Regions from separate parts of the Capra hircus genome. Here region 1 is linked to region 2. The links are chromatin contacts, called in public Hi-C maps. All regions are on one chromosome and are shown on one strand. Each heading gives the region's core, a stretch centred on a gene start, on an enhancer-like site or on the middle of the called end of the contact. The rest is flanking DNA. Distances are from core to core; before and after follow the strand shown.

Evidence for each region. Hi-C and Micro-C count contacts between places; a contact is called where the count stands out from the background.
Region 1: a Hi-C map of liver shows a contact between it and region 2, with 6 times the contacts expected there. The contact joins two enhancer-like sites. A contact is called at or near these places in 2 of 5 Hi-C or Micro-C datasets (blood and liver).

Annotation. Positions count from the first base shown.
Region 1 is chr14:45,093,090-45,097,097 of ARS1.2, reverse strand. All of the region lies in intron 4 of STAU2 (double-stranded RNA-binding protein Staufen homolog 2), which reads right to left. Among named protein-coding and RNA genes, the nearest start is that of STAU2, 53 kb to the right of the region's middle. Within about 2 kb of position 2,502, at least 1 of the 5 cell types and tissues checked has an H3K27ac peak or open chromatin away from gene starts, as enhancers often do.
Region 2 is chr14:44,807,302-44,811,857 of ARS1.2, reverse strand. No RefSeq gene overlaps it. Among named protein-coding and RNA genes, the nearest start is that of LY96, 52 kb to the left of the region's middle. Within about 2 kb of position 2,302, at least 1 of the 5 cell types and tissues checked has an H3K27ac peak or open chromatin away from gene starts, as enhancers often do.

The sequences.
Region 1 (4,008 bases), core at 1,253-3,752, 290 kb before region 2:
GCCACCTGCCTGAACTTCAGCCTCTTAATTCCATTCAAACCAAACTGCTTGCAAGTTCATGAATAAACTAAACTTCTCAAGATTCCTTGCCCTTGTTCCCAAAATCTAGATTGCTTTTTTTAATCTTCTTCAGCTGGCTGATGCCTTACTAACTTCGAAGATGCAGTTCAAGTGTCAATTCCTTCTGGCAGGCTTCTTTAATTCCCCAGTCTGAGTAAGGTGCTCATTCTCGATGTTTCCATAGCGGTCTATGGAGACATCTATCACTCTGTTAGTTCCTTTTCTCTGTCTTCCTCCTCTAGCTGACTAGAGTCTACCATATTGTCTTTCACCAAATTATTTACTCTAACACAACATGTGGCAAAGAGGAGTCATCAGACAAATGTTTGCTGAATGAGTGCAATCTGGCAAAAGAGGAAAGTAAGGGAGGTCTAGGGCCTTGCCCAAGATCGTATGATCGAAGGCATCAGAACAAGGACTTGAACCAAATACTCTGACTATAATGGAAATAATTTTCCCTCTGAATCTTTGCCTTCAGGGAGCAACTCAATAAAATAACTGTGCTCTGAAGAGCAGTTTGATGGGACTAAACCCTGTTTCTCTAGGTTGACAAATTCTGGGATGAACAGATTACCTGGAACTTTTCTGAGAGCTATCCACAAACAAAAATGTGCTCCTCCTCTAGTACAAGCCTAAGGGCTACGTGGCCTGTGAGGTGTAGCAAATGGAAGACTGTGTTTTTGAAAATCAAGTCAAGCAGAGGAAAGATGAGACAAGAGCTAGAAAGACAGAAACGGAAAATGAGGAACAGCAACATGAAAGCCCTGCAGTTTACCATGCCTGAAGATTTCCCCAAGAGACTTCCAGTTACACATAGAGAAATTCCCTATACAGTTTGAGTTGTGGCCCTTTGACTATCTCCATCAGTAGACCAGGCGGCTTTCTGGCCATTAGTCCTGCAATAAGGCTTTTTTAATCTGTGAATACAAAAAAACTAATCAACTATTTGCAGGAAGGCTGATTTCAGCCATTCTACTCCTTGAGATAATGTCTGTAAGTCTTTATTACAAAAATATAAACAAAAGCATGAAATGTTCAGCAATCTTACATCTTGTACTGTCATATAAACTTCTGTGTACATTCAGCTTCATATCTGTCAGTTAACACTACCCCAAATGAGAAAGAAAAAGATGTTCTGGATGTGTTCATTTTCAAACATCTTGGGTACATTAGACGGAGACCCAGGTATTTCAGAATTCGAGCTGTATACCGAGTTTGCTCATGGATAAATCCTTTTCCCCCAATCAACATAAAATGAGGCAGGCTGGGGAGGGAGACCTTTTTATGAGCTCCTGTTTAGGCTTTTGAATAAGTTCAAGTGAGAAACCTCACCACAAAAGAATTTAAAAAAAAAAAAGGCATGAGTAATATCTAATTATTAAATAATATTATTTTAAACAGAAAATGAAAAGATCTTTTCAAAACTCCCTCTAAATGACACCTGCCTCTTCGACTTCTTAACCTTTCAGAACCTTTAGTAAAAAGCTACCAATTCATCTGGAGTCTGACAAAGAGAAGAGCGTCTCCTCTGACCTTTGGTTCCAAATCCCCTGTCACACACGCAGGTGTTGTCACCTGCAAATTAAGATCACATATGAAACCATAACGTTAACAGCCTAATGAATAATGAGTAGGTTTGCCCTTTTGTGAGCAGAGAGTGTTTAGGTTGAAACATGGTTTGGTTTTTACCAGTACTTCCTTTTTTTCTTTTTACCCTTTTTATGATCTGCAGAAAATTCTAAAGACTCTTCAAAAATCTGAAGGAAGAGTCCACTTGATCCATTAAATGGGAACTGCCTAAGGCATAATTGTTTGGAGAAGTCGTTAAAAAATTCTCACAGCCTCATGACAACCATGGAGTCAGACCTGAAACCAGAAATTGCCAAGAAAGGAAAAATGACAATGTTCTTAAGGTGGCACTAGTGGTAAAGAACCAGCCTGCCAAGGCAGGAGACATAAGAGACGCAGGTTCAATCCCTGGATCCGGAAGATCCCCTGCAGAAGGGCACGGCAACCCACTCCAGTATTCTTGCCTGGAAAAATCCCATGGACAGAGGAGCCTGGAAGGCTACAGTCCATAGGATCGCAGTCGGACATGACTGAAGCGACTCAACACAAATGCAGGCACTCACTTAACAGAAAATCTAAAATGGGAAAAAAATCAAACCAAACCACCTGTCCACAACGCAGGAGGCCTGGGTTCGATTCCTGGGTCAGGAAGATCCCTTGGAGAAGAAAATGGCAACCCGCTACAATATTCTTGCCTGGAGAACTCCATGGAGAGGGGAGCCTGGCGGGCCACAGTCCATGGGGTCACAAGAGTCAGACACAACTTAGCAACTAAACCACCATCAAACCACCTGACTCCTGTCACATCCTCAGAGCCCCACTCCTCTCCTCCAGGCCCAGGCCGGTCCAGCCACACTGGGCTCCTGGGGGTGGCATCAAGGCACCAGGCTCTGTGCTGCTGTCTCTTCTGCCTCAAAGCTCTCCCCTCTACCACAGCATTCACACTGCTTATTCCCTCTGCTCCTGGGCCTGGATCAAAACAGCCACCTCACCTAAGACAGAAACTACTGGCTGATTTTTTCATTGCTTTAGCATTAGACTGCTTTCATTTAAAAGTAGTAAGTTCACTAATCAAAAACTTTACTTCAAATAAAGGACTACAGATATCAAAATACATTAAGCTTTAAATATAATATTCTCTTGATTATTCAGTATAGTACATTAAAAGAAAAGTATCTTATAAGTATAAAATTGACAAGGTGTTCCTATCTCAGGTGATCAAACCTATCTGTTGTGCTCAAGTAGGCAAGTGGTTGTATTTATATTCGGTAACCTCAGACTGATGAGAAAGGCAAGGGTATGTAACAGAAAAAAGGGAAGCAAAGCAACCGAAAGAGAAACGGCACGTCTCTCCTGCTTCCCATGCAGCGGGGACACCAGGCTGAGGGCTGGTGTGCTCCAGTTAGACAGAAGAGGACGAGAACAGAACAACATCCAAAGGAGACAAGGAGAGCTAAGAGCTCAGTCCAAAAGGGCAAGAGGAAGATGGTCAATACTCTCGGACAGCATTACCCGAGGGGAAAAGATGGACTACAAGTCACCAACTGCAGGTTTCAGCAGGGCAGACAAGAGAGGAATCAGCTACTTGGTGGACAAGAGACTTCACACCACAAAGACCACATGAGCCAGCACTAAGAGGGGGATGGGGAGAGAGGCACCCTCCCTTCTCACCAGGACAATAATGTAAATCCCCACCCCAGGTACACTGGAGAGGAAAGAGAAAGGGGCAGAAGTTTTTCTTAGAGAACTTGAACAACAATATTTAAATGGGCCATTTCAATTTGAGTAGGTCTGAATCTTGAATGGTAATTTTTCCACTACCAAGCAAGACACCAGAAAGTATTAGATTATCTATTGATAATAACTTCTCCTATCTGAATGGTAATAATTTGTCAGCAAACATACAAAATGCTTTTAAAAGCAACAGCATCCCAACACTAAAAGGAATGATAATTACGTGACTGGAGAGAGGTTATAAGCTAACACTACAATGGCACCCATACTGCTATATAAATGCATCAAAGCAGTGTTCTCTATACCTTAAGCTTACACAGCATTGTACGTCAATTATGCCTCAATTAAAAAAATTTTTAAGCATCAACAAATATCTGATCAAACATGAAAAAGAATTTCTTAGGCATAGAAGCAGTGGGAAAAATCACACCAAAAATTTTATAGATTATGCTGTATAACATTTAAAACTGGAGTACATTAAAAAACAAAACTAAAAAAGCCAATTTTTAAAAAACAGGAAAATCAAACAAATATTCTTAATGCTAATATCCTCAACACACAAACATCTGAAGACAGATTAAGCAATGCAATCAAAATTAGCCGATTAAAATGGATAAGTAACTAATAAATATTTATTTAAAAAAC
Region 2 (4,556 bases), core at 1,053-3,552:
GTTCCTACAATAAAACTGTATTGAGATACTATTTCTCCCTTTTTTAGGTTGGCAAAGATTCAAAAGCTTGATGATATATTCTGTTAGTGAGGCTAGGAGGAAACATTGCTGCTGGGAAGGCAAATGATACCAGGCTTACAAAAGGGAATTGGTCAATAACTAACAAACCCAGCAGGGGCTTCCCTCGTGGCTCAGTGGTAAAGAATCAACCTGCCGATGCAAGAGATGTAGGTTCGATCCCTGGGTCAGGAAGATCCTCTGGAGGAGGAAATGGCAACCCACTCTAGTATTCTTACCTGGGAAATCCTAAAGACAGAGGAACCTGGCAGGCTACAGTCCATGGGGTTGAAAAGAGTCAGATATGACTTAGCAACGGAGCACAGGAGAAACACACCCAGCCATCTACTTCTGGAAATTCAATATAAACATGTCTCCAATAATACAAGAATAAATGCACAAGATGATTCGTTGCAGCATTTTTTGTAATTGGAAAATATTGGAAACAATCTCAGTAACCAAACATAGAAGACTGGTTGAATAAACGTTGGTATATACACATGACGGAATTCTATGAGAGGGATTTCTATGAACTGAAAGGAAGGGATTCGAAAGCAAGTTGCAACTGAGCTCGTATGCCACAACTACTGAGCTTGTGTGCTGCAATTGCTAAAGCCCAGGCCCCTAGGGCCAGTGCTCCACAAGAGAAGCTACTGCAATGAGAAGCCTGTAACAAAGAGTAGCCCCCACTCACCACAGCTAGAGGAAATCCAGGTGCAGCAAGGAAGACCCAGGGCAACCGAAAGTTCAAAAAGAAGCAAGTTCCTAAGCATATGTAGAGTATGTTTGATGGACAGGAAAACCTAAAACATGATTTACCCTCTTGAAGAACTGTATAGTTTCTAATTTTAACTTGAGTATTAAATGTTCTTATGCATAGAGAGTTTATACAATATGGATCAAAATTAGAGATGAACCCAAACCCTCACTTTCCGTTTTAAAGTAAAGTTTTATTCATAGAGAATAGCAGAAGGTTAAGAATGTAAGAGAAAATTTTCAAGCTGACAATCCACTGAGTGCAAGATAGCTGAAACACAGGAGACAGATGCCATTTCTTCTTTTTTGTTAAAAGTAAGTTAATGTGGTTAATTCATGACTGCTTAAATGGCGTAATTTGCAAAGAGGGGGAAAAAGTGGTCATCTTTGCATTTTTAAAGGGGAATTACAAGGCAATGGGGTTTCCCTGGTAGCTCAGCAGTAAAGAATCCGCCTGCCAAGGCAGAGTTGCATAAGTCTATGAGTGTCTCAGCTTTGGATTGCCCCTGCACAAGCTCTTAGATGCTTGTTGCCCTCTACCCAGACACACCTCTTTATCTTTCTAAGAAGAGTACTGTCTGGTGATCTTTGTTCCCTAATAATTGCTATCAGGAATAGACATGATTCTCCATTCATTCAAAATATCTGTCCTGAGTTCCATTCAGTGCCAAGTGCTGTGCATGGAGAATAAAAATAGAAAACACTTCCCTGGCTGCCATGCCTTCACAGGTCTTGTCAGTTCAGAAATTAGAGAGGATAAAAAGTGAATCAAGCAAAGATCAAATGCGAAAGAGTGGCTTGATGCACTAACACTACCTAAAAATAAAAATCCCTCGGGGAACAACAGGTGAAAATGAAAACAAATAAAAACACAAAGGCTACAAAAAATGCCGATGACAAGGATAAAGAGAATGTTCCTTTCTATTTGTAGCACAGTGACTCAAAATTAAACAGACACTTGCATTTCTAGGTCTATTATTCAGAACATGTTATCCAAGTGTGAATAAATTAATGAGAAGCTTTAAAAGCCTTTAGCTCATATGCTTGGGTCCCAGCAAAAAACTTGACACATTTGAATTAGGGTAATTTAGTAAAGAAACAGTTTACAGAGGCCCAGGTGTGGGGAGACCATGGAGATTAGTGCAGGACTCAAGGGCTAGAAGAAGATGGGCTCTGTTACAGCTCTAGGTCAAGGGTAGGGGACCAGGGACAGGAACTGAGGGGGAGAGTTCTGTCTGATGGAAGCTGAGATTCCCCTACATCCTTTCTGCAGCGAGACTAGCCAGAAGTAAACCCACATGGAGAGGCTGCACCCTGCTACCTCCCTCAGATCCCAGTGGGGCTCCCTGATGGCTGAACACAGAGGAACCAAAAGGCGAGGAAGCAAGCTCCTTACAGGTCAGCTCCCAGGGCACAGAGGAGGGTGGAGAAGGGAGAGGTGAGCGGAAGATGTCCAGAACAACCCCATGATAGGAACTTGAATGTCAGCGTTGACAAAGACAGGGATCACCTTCCCAGCCAACGTCTGACAAAATCCTATTAATAGAATGGGTCATTTCATGGTTACTGAATTTGGATGACACACCTTGCCAGAACATCTACCGGAACTTCTGCCATGTATTAGGGGCACAATTCCCTAGTCAGTAAGGCAGTGTGATTTAAAGAAAAAGGATGCACAGACTCCATTTAACAGTCATGAATTAACCACATCAACTTGCATCACTTTTTTATCCTAATTTCTGAACCAACAAGCCTGTGAAGATGTGGCAGCCAAGGAAGTGTTTTCTATTTGTATCTTCCATGAACATGTGAGAAAAACCACTTCCATACTAACAGTAGACAGGAAGCTCTCCTGAATGTATTTTTGGTACAAGACCAGGAAACCCTTACTAAGAAAGTCAGGCTGTGTCGGACTCTTTCCTCTGTTCATGGCATTCTCCAGGCAAGAATATTGGAGTGGGTAGCCATTCCCTTCTCCAGGCCATACTAACAGTAGACAGGAAGCTCTCCTGAATGTATTTTTGGTACAAGACCAGGAAACCCTTACTAAGAAAGTCAGGCTGTGTCGGACTCTTTCCTCTGTTCATGGCATTCTCCAGGCAAGAATATTGGAGTGGGTAGCCATTCCCTTCTCCAGGGGATCTTCTCAGCCCAGATATGGAACCCAGGTCTCCTGCATTGCTAGCAGATTCTTTTACCACCTGAACCATCAGGGAAGCCTGTTATTAAAGAAGGCTTTGCTAAATCGTGAAGAGCAAGTTACAAATTTGCCTTCATAACCCTTAACTTTTTCTTTCAGCAATCCTCTGTCTCCTTTCCTACATGGCTGTTTGTGTGTTTGTTGTGTATTAGAAATTCACGGACTTTTGGGGTTGGTAAGCATGTTTCCTGACCCATTCATCCTCTGGGGATTTTCTATGTGAAAAGATTTTGTTCTAATTTAATGGAAGAACCAGTTTCCTCCCCCAGTTTCCATCCTTAAGGAGCCCCCTGGAATGACAGCACAGAATCAGAGGGTTCAAACAACATCATTTGGCTTCTTTTTTTGAGATAAGCACTGTTTTTTTTTTTTTTAAATTTTAATGAGTATCCACTGACTATGACCATGCATTCTATTTTTATTTTTTATGTTTTAAGTTTATTTTTTATGTTTTAAGTTTTTATATTGTAGTATAGTTGATTTACTATGTGATGCCAATTTCTTCTATATAGCAAAGTGACTCAGTTATACATATGTATATTCTTTTTCATATTCTTTTCCATTATGGTTCGTCACGGAATATTGAATATAGTTCCCTGTGCTATATAGTAGGATCCTACTGTTTATCCATCCTGTGTATGATAGTTTGCTGCTGCTAATCCCTAACTGCCAATGCTTCCCTCCCATCTCCCCACCCCTCTGGCAGGTTTGTTCTCTCTCTCTATAAATCTATTTTTGTTTTGTAGATACATTGATTTGTATTGTATTTTAGATTCCACCTGTAAGTGATATCATATGGTATCTGTCTTTCTCTTTCTGACTTACTTTGCTTAGTATGATAATCTCTAGGTCCATCCATGTTGATGCAAATGGCATTATTTTGTTCTTTCTATAGCTGAGTAGTATTCCATTGTATATATTTAACACAGCTTCTTTATCCATTTACCTGCCAATAGACATTTAGGTTGTTCCCATGTCTTGGCCGTTGTGAATAGTGCTGCTCTGAACATAGAGAGGGGTACATGTATGTTTTTGAATTATAGTTTTGCCTGGATATATGCTCAGGAGTGGGACTGCTGGATCATATGGTAGCTCTGTTTTTAGTTTTCTGAGGAACCTCTATACTGATTTCCACTGTGGCTGTACCAACTTACATTCTCACCAACAGTGTAGGAGGCTTCCCTTTTCTCCTCCCCCACTCCAGCATTTGTTATTTGTAGACATTTTAATGATGGCCATTCTGACTGGTGTGAGGTGGTATCTCATTGAAGTTTTGATTTTGACCATGCATTTAAAAATACTCACTATTGCTTATATATCATGACTTAAATAAGCCTAGATGTGTTAGTTGTATTTTACCATTTGACCTCCACAGCCGAAGAGGCAAGTCAAACAGTCTGCCCTCACAAGTGCTTCTGGCCCCATAGCTTATGCGTGAGCACAGAGCTGACCAGGCGCCTTTCTCCACTAGAAATAGTAGAGAGACTCAGTGTTGTGACTGAAGGATGGACGATCTCAGTGGATCAAATTGCTGGCCTCGTTT